3 separate regions of the Sus scrofa genome follow, and regions 1 and 2 are each linked to region 3. A link is a contact called in public Hi-C and HiChIP or PLAC-seq data. All regions are on one chromosome and are shown on one strand. Each heading gives the region's core, a stretch centred on a gene start, on an enhancer-like site or on the middle of the called end of the contact. The rest is flanking DNA. Distances are from core to core; before and after follow the strand shown.

Region 1 (4,433 bases), core at 1,753-4,252, 290 kb before region 3:
GAAAATTCCACCAGAGTTGCGAAGACTAAAGCATGGTACTTAACAGGCACTCAGTAGGAAGCTCTCGTGTCTAAAGGTTTCATTCAATGGCCAATTCGAATAGGATACAAACTATTTTTAAAGCAAGTGACGACTACAGCCATGGTCTTGGCAAAGCCAGTAGAGAGTTATCTCTCAGATCATCAATTAACATCAACACTGTGCAGTAAAACACGCAATCAAGTAAGTGCAGATTACAAAACATACTACATTTTTCCGAATTAAACTATGAAAAAGATATTCAACTAGTCAATCATTGGCCCATAGTAATTCCTTGAAGGGCTAAATTTTATTTTATGGGGGGGGATAAAATTTTAAAAACACCGTCTGATTTCCTCACCACTTCCAAGATGTGTGTGCATCCTATATAAGCTTCTAGAAGGCAGAATACATATAATACTCAGAATGCCTAGGAGAGTGCTCTACACGGATGTGCTCAATAAATATCTGTTGAATGAAAAATTGATATGGTTCCCTTAATGGCTTTTTAAAAATTACTTTAGTGACAGGATCCTTTCACTTCAAAATGTTAAAATGTGAAAGGAACCCCAAGGAAAGAAACTGCTCTTTCTAAGTACTGTCAGTAAAAATAGACCCAAACTCAAACAAATTGCAGTTCCCTACCAAAGAAAATTTTAAAATAAATAAAACACCAACACAATGAGCACCTCAAAACAGAATAGCACCATCCATTCTATTTCCAGAAACAACTTACCTTTTTGCACTTTCCTTTTGCAGATTTGAAATCCAGATTCTCACACAATCACCGGCCTTCACTTCTGTTTGATTCAATAGCATACACACTATCAAGCATACACTCTCTCTTTTGCTATTAATCAGTAGAAAGCACTTTGGTCTTATTTTGCTTTCTAACGACAAAAAACAAAAGTATTTAAGTCCTGACGTAAATTCTACTTCAAAAAAAAAAAAAAACAGCCAGTTCCCGTTGTGGTGCGTTAGAAACGAATCCGACTGCTAGCCAGTGGATTCGGGTTTGATCCCCGGCCTCGCTTAAGTGGGTCAGAGATCCAGCGTTGCTGTGAGCTGTGGTGTCGGTTGCAGAGGAGGCTTGGATCCCATGTTGCTTTAGCACAGGCCAGCAGCTAAAGCTCCGATTAGACCCCTAACCTGGGAACCTCCATGTGCCGTAGGTGCGGCCCTAAAAAGCAAAAATAATTTTTTTTAAAAAAGACAAAAAAGAAACTAATTTTTTTAAATTTTTTAAAAAATGTAAGACGTAGGCGTAAAGGCTCCCATCTTCTCCCATGCTTCAATTATGTATCCCAAATGAGGAAAGATTCTTAGGTCTGGACGGGAGGGCAAGCAGCTAAAAGTAAAACATACTAAAATTAACCATTTCTAAACAGGTGAGACACTAAGTGTGTGCTGTTGCAGGAAACAGAATGAAGAGCCGTGAATGGGAGTCTCTGCACTTCATATCTGCAAAAGAAGAGAATAAAAAGGTTAAGGTAACTCTAGACCTAGAAGAAAGTATCTTCTTCACCTGTTTAAAGTAATGCCCAAACAATTAAAAAAGGAAAATGTGGTACAAGAGGCTGGCTATTGAGTTCACACCCAAACGTTGTGGGTGAACTCAACCATTTAAACTGTATCGTTTGAGAAGTTAGTATTTGAATACTTTTATACCACATCTCGATACTAAAGGTTAAAAAAAAAAACATCTCTTCTTTAGACTTTTCTTAAAGCCATCATCATGATGAACCAAATATGCTTCCATACTGAACTTATCTAGGGGGAATTAGTTCTAACTAAGAATAACAGTCAAGGATCTCATTTTTAATAAATGCTTTTCCCTTTATAAGGAGTGACAGCCTTTTGGGAGTCCCAAAGCACACACCCCTTTTTTCAACCTCATTCAAGGCTAATTTGAGAACAGGGCAGTATCCCCCATCCAGCACCCCGTTCTCTGCAAAAAGCCTTCTGCATTTTGCATTAACCCATCCACCCTTGTGTGGGTGAGCCAGGGCCAGGTCATAGGAAAAGGCCGAGGCTGGGGGTGAGACCCGCAAGGCCGTCAACACCCGCGCCCCCGACCCGGCGGGACACCTGCACTCGCGGGCGTCCACCTGGGGCAGGGCCCGCCCTCCTGCGGCCCCACGCGCCTGCCCCTCTCGGAGCACGCGCCACGCGCCGCGCGGGACCCAAGGGCGGTACAGGCAGCAGGGCGCCTAAGAGGCGGGAGCCCGAAGTGAAGGGGCCGCCCAGGCTCGATCCCTCCCCGGGGACCGTGGGGGCCGGGGCGCCCGGGGGCGTGCTGGGGAGGACGCGGTACCTTTTGGACAGATCCATCAGGACCCCCGAGAAGAGCTTCTCCCCGAGGCGGAACGACACGACGAGCGCGTCCTCAATGATGTGGTCCAGCGTGACCCGCACCTCCGAGCCGGGGATCAGTTGCGACACCGCGGAGTCCCCGCCCGCCGGCGGCACGAGCGCAGGGGCTGCTGGCTGGGGCAGCGGTAGTTCCTGGCGCTCCTCGGGAGCTGGGGGCTGCTCGGGCGGCGGTGCAGGGGAAGGTGGAAGGTCAGGCCCCTCCTGAGACGCGGCTGCCGTCAGCTCCACAACACCGGCAGGCAGTTCGTCCGCCTCCAGCTCCAGCTCCGCCGCCTCCGGGCTGCAGGCGAGCTCCCCCGGCGGCGGCGGTGGCGGCGGGAGCGGGGGCTCGTCGGCCTGAGGAGAGGACTGCTGCCCGTCGGCCTCGGCGTCCGGCACAGATGCTTCAGTGGCCGTGACCGGGAGCGGGTCAGTGCCGGCCTCGCTGCCGGGGATGGGCTCCATCTCCGGCTCGGCCTCGCCGGCGCCCCCCTCCCCGGGGGACGCTGCAGTCGCTGCCGCCTCTGCAGCCACAGCCGCCATTTTCTTCCTGGCTTCTCCCTCCTCCAACTCCGGCTGCTGCTGCGGCGGCGGCGGCAGCGCTGCTGGGTTCCCCGGGCCTTCCCCGCCCTCACGCTAACAGTTTTGTCCCGCCCTTACCCCCCCCATGCTCGCTATTGGCACTGCGCCATTGGTTCCGTCCTACACCCCTCCCGCACTTGTGACATTCCACTGGTCAAATCAGGACGTCTATCACCCAGTCCATCCCTCCCATGCAGAGTAGGAACTTCTCATTGGCCGGGCGAGTTGTCAAATGTGGTATCTTAGAGGAGGAGTTGGGGACGGGCTCAAAGGGGGCGGGGGAGTCACCGAAGCTGAGCCTTATACTTAGCTCCTCTTTCTATTGGCTGGAGGAGAAAATAACGTCTTACAGTTGGTCTACCCTCCTGCCCATTATCAGCCGGTTTTTCAGAGGTGGAGTAAACGAGGGAATCACGTGGCGTTCCTACTCTTTCAAAGGCGACCGAGGGGTGGAGAAACGAAGTAATAAGGGAGGGGAACCGCCTCCCAGGAATCCCTGCGCAGAGGTCCTTAGAATAAATGTTATTTCTAGGCGCAGACCTGCTTGCTGCCGCGTGTGGGCACAGGCTTCTTTGAGAGGGACAACTAAAAGTTTGAAGATAATTCTAAAAAACAGTTTTTGAGCTCCTACCATGCAAGGCACTTGCACGGGAATAGAATAGAATAATGTGTAAGACATTCCCATAACCTCACTGCAGCTGCTCAAGCTCCCACAAAAAGTGTTTCCTCGACGTCGCTCTACTTTCTAGGAACAATGCACCTACTTATTCCAAAGTAGGAAAATGCTAACGAATCTCTTGCGAAGGAGGGCATTAAGAATCCTAAAGTGTCACTGAAGCAGCCTGGGTCGCTGCCACGGCCTGAGTTCAATCTCTGGCCAGACAACTTACATAGGCCTCAGGCGCAGGGAAAGGAAGAGGGAAGGAGAGAGAAAGGAAGGAAGAAAACAGGAAGGACACCATGCACACTAGATTAAGCTGATGATTGTCAGCTTAATGTATGTCAGAGAGCAGTCCTGGACTTTCTTGTGAACACTACTTTTTGGAAAGTGGTGACACCTGGCTCCTTGCTCCAGCTTTTTTCGTTCCGGGCCTCTCCTATGCCACAGGTGCAAAAAATCCTCTCTCTTCACCGCCCTAATGCTCCTACTTCTCTGTTCCCATTTTGTTTCTTCACTTGTGTAGAAGAATCTATTGAACCCATTTCTGACTAATTGCACCTCAGATTGAGTCTTTTCTCCAGAAGAGACTGTAGGCACTGAGAATGCCTACAGCAAAGAGAGAAAAGTTACCAGCTTTAGGTGGAGTGAAAAATGAAATTCTAAAGATTACTTACAGCTAATGTTTATTGAGCACCTCCTACGTGTAGGCATTAATACAAACACTTAGTATAATATCTCATTTCATCCTTATAACACTCCTATAAAGCAGGTACTATTAACCCCATTTTATAAATAAAGAAATTGAGGGAGTTCCCCTTGT
Region 2 (4,755 bases), core at 829-3,328, 400 kb before region 3:
TAACTCAAATGTCTTATTAGTAAAGATCTACCAAACTGGCCCAACTGGATGTTGGTCTTCTTGATATAGAAAGAAAAGAGTGGATTGCTTATTCTTTGGGGCTCAGCAGTGCCTTTATTCCCCCCTCTCCCCCCTTCCCCCACCCCTGACTTCTTACGGATGGGACTGTTTCATATTAGGTCTCTTGTCTCCAGCTGTTGTCACAAGGCCTGTCACGTATTGTCTTTAACATTCATGAAACATCATGTGCCTAGGCCTGTGGTCCTTGTCTTCTAGATTTTCTCATTTCTCTCTGCCAAAAACTTAAGTGGGAGGATCCAGTGTTATCCAATTTTTGCATATGAGATAAATTTATATATTAAGCTTAGAAGCACTAATTAATTTGCTCCAAAGTAATACAGGTAGTCAAATGATGGAGCCAGAATTAGAATTCCAATAATCAAATAATCCACCTAAAGCTTTTTTCATGACATGTAGTACCTAATAAGCACATAATCAATGAAGGTTAGCTATTAGAATTACCATCCAAAGTTGGACAGCTAGTAAAGTAAAAAAGCTGACACTGGAGTTTCAGTCCTGGCTCAGCGGAAACAAATCTGACTAGTATCCATGAGGATGCAGATTTGATCCCTGGCCTCACTTGGTGAGTTAAGGATCCAGCATTGCTGTGAGCTGTGCTATAGGTCGCAGACTCGGCTCAGGCCCCATATTGCTGTGGCTGTGGCATAAGCCAGCGGCTTCAGCTCTGATTCGACCCTTAGCCTGGGACTCTCCATATACTGTAGGTGCGGCCCTAAAAAATTAAAATTAAAGAGCTGACGCTATAATGCATTTATTTTATTTATTTACTTAGTTTGTTCTAAAATTTACAGCCTTTCTATCACACCAGAATTTATTAACAGGACTTCTTAAAGGTCTTAAAATCTAAACACTTTTTTGAAGTTCCTGCTGTATTTTAAAAATTAAGAAATATTAAAAAGTCTCCAAAATTGACACACACATATATACACAGGTTTTTGTTTTTGTTTGTTTGTTTTGCCTTTTTGTTGTTGTTGCTTTTTAGGGCTGCACCCACAGCATATGGGAAGTTCCCAGACTAAGGGTCGAATCAGAGCTATAGCTGCCAGCCTACACCACAGCCACAGCAACGCGGGATCCCAGCTGAGTCTGCAACAGACACCACAATTCAGGGCAATGCCGGATCCCCACCTACTGAGTGAAGCCAGAGATCTAACCGGCATCTTCATGGCTACTAGTCAGATTGCTTCCGCTGTGCCACAATGGGAACTCCATTGCTTGGGGTCTAATAAACATTCAGTAACGTTTTCTGAATGACTATGTAGGCCAACAGTTTGCTTTTGGTTTCAGGGCCACTTAACATTCTCAAATATTATGAAGGACCATAAAAAGCTTTTGTTTATGTGGGTTACTGTGTAAGAACTGAAAAAATTGTAATATTAATTTATTAATTCACTTAGGATAACAATACACCCATTACATGCTAACACAAATAATCCTTTTATAGATGATAATTATGTTTTCCAAAACTATATATACATATACATATATATATATACATACATATATACACATATACATATATATACATATGTGTATATATATATATATATATATGGTGGTGTTTTACCTTTTTGCAAATCTCTGGCTGAATAGAAGACATCTGAATTTTTATCACTCCTTCTGTATTCAATCCATTGCGCTATCACAGGACACAAAGCCTCTGGAAAATCCACTGAACATTCATGCGGGAAAGAACATGGAAAGGCAGATAACAACTTATTATTATCAACACTGTTGATCTAGCAGTGAAGCCCTTAAAATGCACACTGCGAGAACCATTCGATCGAAAACTTTACTTTTGGACAAGTAAAGCTTCAGGATTCCTCTGTACACAGCACAGGCAGCATGAGAAAGGTCAGAGCCAAGGTGTAAAAGGAACAGCACAGAAACAGCCTTTCTCTTTTTCTTTTTCCCTCCGACGCTGAGTTACACGGAGACTAGCCGTAACTCAAGATGGCAACCGTCTCTTATACTTCAGGTCGTACAATGACGTCACACAGGGACAGATACGCCCTCTCTCCTGGAGGTTTTACTACATTTCCCAGGACGCTTTGCGAACAGCGACGCTATTGGCGCCGACGGAAGAGCCCTTGACTGAGCGGAAGAAGAGGATCTCAAGCTGGGAAGGTGAGGACGCTAGGAGCTGTGAAGCAGTAAGTAGCCGCCTAGGTGTCTTCTCTTCAGGTTTAGGGACACAGCTAGGGTACGAATCCTTGGGGAGCGTGGGGTGGCCCGTCTTTAACCCTGGGGCCTCAACCTCCTGCGTTTTTCCACTCCACCTGGGAGCGCAGAGAAACAAAACGTTGCTGTGGAGGCAAGTCTCCTTATTAAAATCGTGTTGTTTTAAGTTTTCTTGAGACGTGCTGGAGGGAATTCGGGCTATTGTCGCAACACAAGCAAGGGTCGTTGGCGTGAATTTGTTGCGACCGGAGGGGCGGGGCTGGTGACAGTCTGACTCAGCTTCTGCAGCAGTGGTTCTCAATTGGCTGCACGTGAGAATCACCTGAGATGCCTTTTTAAAAATACAGATGCCCTGGCTCCACACCAGACCAGTAAATCAGAATCTGTAGAGTGTAAGATAGTGAGCACTCGTTCTTGTAAAGCGTCCAAAGTGTTAATGTTGTGCAGCCAGGGTTGAGAACCACGCTTTTAGTGGCTGATTCTGACCCCCTTGAGAATCCTGATTAGGGCCACCTGAGCCAGGGCTCCCCTTCCACTCTAACCTGCCTCGGCTCTACCACACACATTTGGGTGAAATTGATAATTACTCTTTTGGTAATTCGTGTGGTGGTGCTGGAAAGACAGGCCATAGTTTCTTATTTACAACCTGCTGTTTATTCTGAATAAAGGTTAGGGACTCTTCATTTTTCTTGCCATTGTTTTCACTTCTGCCTACTTTTTTGCTACTGGGACAAACTGGAAGAAGTGGAAAGTGGAAGAGTCACGTTTAAATAGGTTTTATCTTGTTGCTTATGAGAAGTGCTGGGGAGTTCCCATTGTGGCTCAGCGGCTAACGAACCCAACTAGTATCCATGAGGATGCAGGCTGGATCCCTGGCCTTGCTCAGTGGGTTTAGGATCCTGCGTTGCTGTGAGCAGTGGGGTAGGTCCCAGAGGTGGCTAGGATCTGGCATTACTGTGGCTGTGGTGTAGGCCAGTGGCTACAGCCCCTATTTGACCCCTAGCCTAGGACCTTCTATGTGCTACAGATGTGGCCCTAAAAAGCAAAAAAAAAAAAAAAAAGTTCTGAAAAGTATCGGTTAAAATTACATTTGACATTGTTTATGGACTTATGATATCCTTTATATGTGAATACATAAATGAATGAATTTCAATGAAAAGATGTTAGGGTACAATTTGGGCTTTGATGCAGGAATTTGTTCAGATGTGATGGTTAGCATTTGATAGGTAGATAAATAACCATTACCTAACATGTTTTCTCTTTCCCAGAGTTTGAGCTTCACCTCCTTCACGATTGAGCATGGGAGAGAAGTCAGAAAACTGTATGGTTTCAGAGGATATGTTCAATGGTTTGAAAGTTACAGATACCCACGAAGCAGAATGTGTTAGCCCTCCAGTTGCTAATGCCAAAGATGACCATACCCAGAGCAAGCTGCACAAGGATGTTGAGGCTCGTCCCCAGGAAGACCAGGAAGAAGAGGAGTGCTTTCATGACTCTAGTGCCTCATTTGAGGAGGAGCCAGGACCCAACAAGGTTGAGAACAAATCTGATGATGATGTGAATTCCTCTGAACTAGATGAAGAATACCTAATAGAACTGGAAAAAAACATGCCAGATGAGGAGAAAAAGGTATATATTACATTTATTGTGCATGATTTGCTATGTTGTCTAGCTTCCTTTTGTTTTTGTTTTTTTTTTTTTAATGGCCTCTTCTACCGAATACAGAAGTTCTGGGTCACTCATTGAATCTGAGCTGCAGCTGCCCACCTACACCAACACCGGATCCACATTTTATCCATAAAATGAGAGGGAAAATTGTTACTTGTGTTTTCATTTAATCCTTAGGACATACCTATGATATGCATACTGTTAGCATTCTGTAAGAGAACAGCTAAGAATAGTATAGCAGCTTGCCTGGAATCACATATCTAATAAATGGCAGAACTAACCTTCAAAGCTGGATTTCTTTGATTTCCAAGCCAAAGTATAATGTAGAATTTAATAACAAAAACAGCTGTTTTCCTACAAAGCAGATGCTGTAATAAAACGTATACTCTGCTGCTACTTTGCCCCTGGGCTAGTGACTGTGCAACTCTCTCACTTCGGGAGACAGAGGCTTGGTGTCCTCCATACTGATCTCATAAGTAAGGTCACCTGAAAAGTTACCGTAATATCTGAGTTTGTCTGCAACGAACTTGAAAGAGGTTTGTAACTCATGCCTCCGAGGAGCTCACTCGCTGAACAGGTTTTGATGGATTGGTGATGGAATGAGATGCTAATATGCAGTATAACAGTGGGAGTGAGGATGTAGTGAGAGGTGAGGTGAAGCAACTTGTCTGTGTTCCTCCTTAAGCACTTTTCGATATCAAATCTGTTGTTTTTAGCTTTGGCGTGCCACCAGAAGAAAGGATAAAGGATAAGTATAGCCAAGTTTGTAAACTGTTTCAGCAGAAATGGCTTGGAAAATTAAATCGAGTACCATTCAGTAACATG
Region 3 (4,219 bases), core at 1,595-4,094:
GATGGCCTCTTGTCAAAGCAAGGGATGAGAAACTGGTAAACTAAGTAGACATGAATTTGAGGCATTCCCGCTGCGGTGTAGTGAATTAAGATTGCATCAGCTCGGGTTGCTGCAGAGGCTTGGGCTGGATTCCTGGCCTGGCACAGTGGGTTGAAGAATCTGGTGTCGCCCCAGCTGTAGCATAGGTCACAGCTGTGGCTCTGTTTCACTTTCTGGCCTGGGAACTTCCATATGCCATGGGTGTGACCATGAAAAAAAAAAAAGTAGACATGAATTTGAATTTTGAATGAACAGATCTTATAAAAAATTACTTACTTTCCTTCTTCATCAACTTCTGCAGGGGCATTACCCAATTTTCGCTGTTCTTCTAGCTCCTTCTTCTTTCTCCAGTCCTCTCGGGTCATCTTCTTTGGTTCCTCCAAACTCATTTCTTTGGACCCCGACATGGGGGTAGCATTAACTGCATCCACAGCTGCAGCTGACATGGTTATCCGGTCTCCTCTATGAAAAGGAAGAAATATCTCTTAGTATAAACCAGGCCTTTGTGAATTCATCAGTGTGACTATCAAAAGTACACTCTAAAAATAATACTGTGGGTTGTATGAAATGTTTCATATGTTCTTATTCTTTCATAGTGTCTGTAAGGAAAAGGTCTCTTTTCCCTCCACAAAAGTGCCTATATACTTTTGTTTTCTCTCAACTCTAATTTACAACTGGAGAGAGACATACATAAAGATTCTTTCTCTCATATATATTCCTGAAGTCCTCTCTATGTGTGTGTCTCAAACTTTTCCATCACACTAACCCTTAGCAAGTACACAGAGTCCTACCTCTGCTCCTCTTAAAGACTGAATGCTTTAAGACTACCTATATTCAGGAGTTCCCATCGTGGTGCAGTGGTTAACGAATCCGACTAGGAACCATGAGGTTGCAGGTTCGATCCCTGCCCTTGCTCAGTGGGTTGACGATCCGGCATTGCTGTGGGCTGTGGTGTAGGTTGCAGACTCGGCTTGGATCCTGCATTGCTGTGGCTCTGGTGTAGGCTGGCGGCTACAGCTCTGATTGGACCCCTAGCCTGGGAACCTCCATATGCCGTGGGAGCGGCCCAAGAAAAAAAAAAAAAAAAAAAAAAAAAAGATTACCTATATTCATTGCATCTATTTCTTCATCTTCTACCTCCGTCAATCACTCTGATTTACCTTCCACTCCCACCACTCCAAAGATATACCACTAAGCTGTCAATGCGTTAAGTCCTGTGGACACTTTTTAGTTCTATACCTTTTTATATATATACACACACATATGTATATATGTATATATATACACACTAATATATATATATTAGTGTTTTAGGACCTTACCCATGGCATATGGAAGTTCTCAGGCTAGGGCTCAAATCAGAGCTGCAGCTGCTAGCCGATGCTGCAGCCACACCAGATCCAAACTGGTTCCTGTCTCCTTTGCAAGTTCATTCATTTCTGTACAGTCATTTAATGTTGGATTCCACAAGGCTCAATCCTAGGGCCTTCTTCATCACTCTTAACTCCAGCAGAGGACAAGCTTATCTATTTCCAAGGCTTCAACAGCCAAAATACACAACTGTTGGCTCTCCAATTTATTTCTCTACTCCAGACCTTTTATTTGAGCTTCAGATAAGTACATTACAATTACTTGCTTCAAAGTATCTCCACTTATATACCACAGAGAAAACTAAACTCAACAAACAGTTTTGTTTTGTTTTTTCCTCTCCTCAGTCTGCAACCAGAACGCCTCATGGCGACGCCAGATCCTTAACCCACTGATAGAGGCCAGGGATCAAACCCGAATCCTCATGGATACTAGTCGGATTCGTTTCGCTGCGCCACAAGAGGAACTCCCTGAACTCAACAAATCTTAATCTTCTCTCTGAAATCTAATCTCCTCCACTGTTCCCTCTCTTGATGAAAGACAGACACCATCATCCATCACTTAACAACGTTCTAGCTAGTACCCATATCTCTGTCAGCACTAAGTATTATTTTCACCTTCTGAATATCACTCAAATTCATCTACTTCTGCTCTCAACAACGTTATTACTCTTTCCTTTGAGTCTCTTCTGATTCCCTACAATTAATTCTCCACACTGCAGTGCTATTTTTTAAAACAGATTTAACCATATCATGTCCCACTACCCAAGCTTAAAACCCTCCAATGCAGGACTGTCCGAGAGAAATATAACACCAGCACTATATGTCATGCCACTGAAGATACAGTCCTGGTCTAACTGGGCACAAGTACCACGTATGAGGCCTAGCACGGCGGCATCCTTTTCGGTCCCCTGTTCCCATTTTCTCCTCAACCTGGCGTTCGTCAACGCCGTAAAGATATCTGTATTAGCCTCTAGCTCACTTCCCTGAGTTCTTCACCTTCACCCTCCTCCCCTTCCCCAGATTCTCACAATAATCCCTCACCTGGTCACGAAGTCGCGCAGTTGCTGACCCCAAAACAGCCGGACACGAAGGAAGCGGAGCGTCAATGTTTACTTCCTGACTTTCCTTCCTCTCCCGGCACCCACTGCGGCGCCTTCCGGACGACTAACACATGCGCACCAAAGACTCTGGGTCTCGGACACCCAAACGACGCTGGTCTCGCGAGATCTCGATCCGTACCTACCTCTCTACAGGGGGTCTCTAGTTTTGGGTTAGAATTGAGCAGCTCATTTTTGTTTGTTTGTTTGTTTTTTGTTGTTGTTGTTGTTGCTATTTCTTGGGCCGCTCCCGCGGCATATGGAGGTTCCCAGGCTAGGGGTCGAATCGGAGCTGTAGCCACCAGCCTACGCCAGAGCCACAGCAACGCGGGATCCGAGCCGCGTCTGCAACCTACACCACAGCTCACGGCAACGCCGGATCGTTAACCCACTGAGCAAGGGCAGGGACCGAACCCGCAACCTCATGGTTCCTAGTCGGATTCGTTAACCACTGCGCCATGACGGGAACTCCTGAGCAGCTCATTTTACATCCTGTGCTTTTTCAACTCTTTTTCTTTTTGAGTCGCAGAATTTTACGACGTAAAACAAAACATGCAAACAAAAGTTTTAGTGCCGAGAACAGACAACAGCTTATGCTTCACGAAATGAAATCAAAGTGCAACGAAATGAATGCGGAAGTGCTTGAAGTTAAAAAAGCAGTGAAAGTTTTCCTGCTGAGGCTCAGAGACACCGGCGGCGTTTCTGCCGGAGCGCTGCGAAGCGGGTTCCTTCCCCAGCCCGTGCGGTGGGTTAAGGATCCTGCCTGCAGCATAGGTCGCAGCTGTGGCTCGGTTCTCATCCCTGGCGAGGGAACTCCATATGTCGTTGGGCAGCCAAAAATGAAAGAAAGAAAGAGTTAAAATTAGTATTAATTAGTAGCTAGTGTAACACGCTGGGGACGTGGTAAACACAGTCTTTCCCTCTTCGAATTTACATCATACAGAGTGAGAAAGACACTAAGTTTTTCCGGTGATTTGTAGAAAGCTGCTATCAAAGGAATACCAGGTCCTCTGAGGATATATGGATCTAATCCGTAATTGCAACACTTTGCCCCAAAGTGATCTTGTGTTTTACTCTTAGGAAAAAAGCTCTTTAGAACGATTTCCGTTGTGTGAAAACAAAACAATGATATATATGGCATCTGAACTTTCCTTTAAAGTGTAATGTGAAATAAAGTGCTGGAAAATAAGCAGTAATTTTGGAGTAGAACTTTCTCTGAGTTTTTTTTTTTTTTTTTTTTGCTTTTTTAGGGCCACACCCGTGGCTTTATGGAGATTCCCAAGCTAGGGTCGAATCAGATCTGTAGCTGTGGGCCTACAGAATCCCAGTTGTGTCTTTGACCTACACTACAGCTCAGGGCAATGCCGGATCCTTAACCCACTGAACAAGACCAGGGATTGAACCTGCATCCTCATGGATGCTAGTCAGATTAGTTAACCGTTGAGCCACTACGGGAACTCCAATGTTCTGGTCAACATTTTGTTTTTTGAAATAACACGTATATATTCCTTCCAAATGTCAAAGTGAAAATAGCTAACATCCTTGTCTCAATAAAAGATCTCATTATCATATAATCTATTTTTTTCTTATTAATTTTCAGTGTCCAGGGCATAAGAATGTAATTATTAATTTTGATTGTGCAAGGCAATAGTTGAAAAGAAGTTGTCAGAAAATAGTCTGAACTTGATCAGTCTGTGAATCACTCAAGCTTTA

Evidence for each region. A called contact is a pair of places that touch in the nucleus more often than the background predicts. HiChIP or PLAC-seq counts read pairs in DNA pulled down with a chosen protein or histone mark.
Region 1: an H3K27ac HiChIP or PLAC-seq map of alveolar macrophages shows a contact between it and region 3. The contact joins the promoter of PWWP2A here to the promoter of SLU7 in region 3. A contact is called at or near these places in 1 of 5 promoter capture datasets (fetal liver), 1 of 47 Hi-C or Micro-C datasets (liver) and 1 of 2 datasets of contacts at active chromatin or transcription factors (alveolar macrophages).
Region 2: a contact with region 3 is called in a Hi-C map of liver, with 12 times the contacts expected there. The contact joins the promoter of TTC1 here to the promoter of SLU7 in region 3. A contact is called at or near these places in 2 of 5 promoter capture datasets (fetal liver and liver), 3 of 47 Hi-C or Micro-C datasets (heart right ventricle and liver) and 1 of 2 datasets of contacts at active chromatin or transcription factors (alveolar macrophages).

Annotation. Positions count from the first base shown.
Region 1 is chr16:63,408,467-63,412,899 of Sscrofa11.1, reverse strand. It overlaps PWWP2A (PWWP domain-containing protein 2A), which reads right to left and starts at 3,002. Exons shown (of 4, transcript XR_002339711.1): 1 at 2,333-3,002.
Region 2 is chr16:63,512,840-63,517,594 of Sscrofa11.1, reverse strand. TTC1 (tetratricopeptide repeat protein 1) reads left to right here and starts at 2,078. Exons shown (of 8, transcript XM_005672575.3): 1 at 2,078-2,208; 2 at 3,531-3,891. The coding sequence starts at 3,562.
Region 3 is chr16:63,117,051-63,121,269 of Sscrofa11.1, reverse strand. It overlaps SLU7 (pre-mRNA-splicing factor SLU7), which reads right to left and starts at 2,844. Exons shown (of 16, transcript XM_003134093.4): 1 at 2,451-2,844; 2 at 316-501. The coding sequence starts at 485.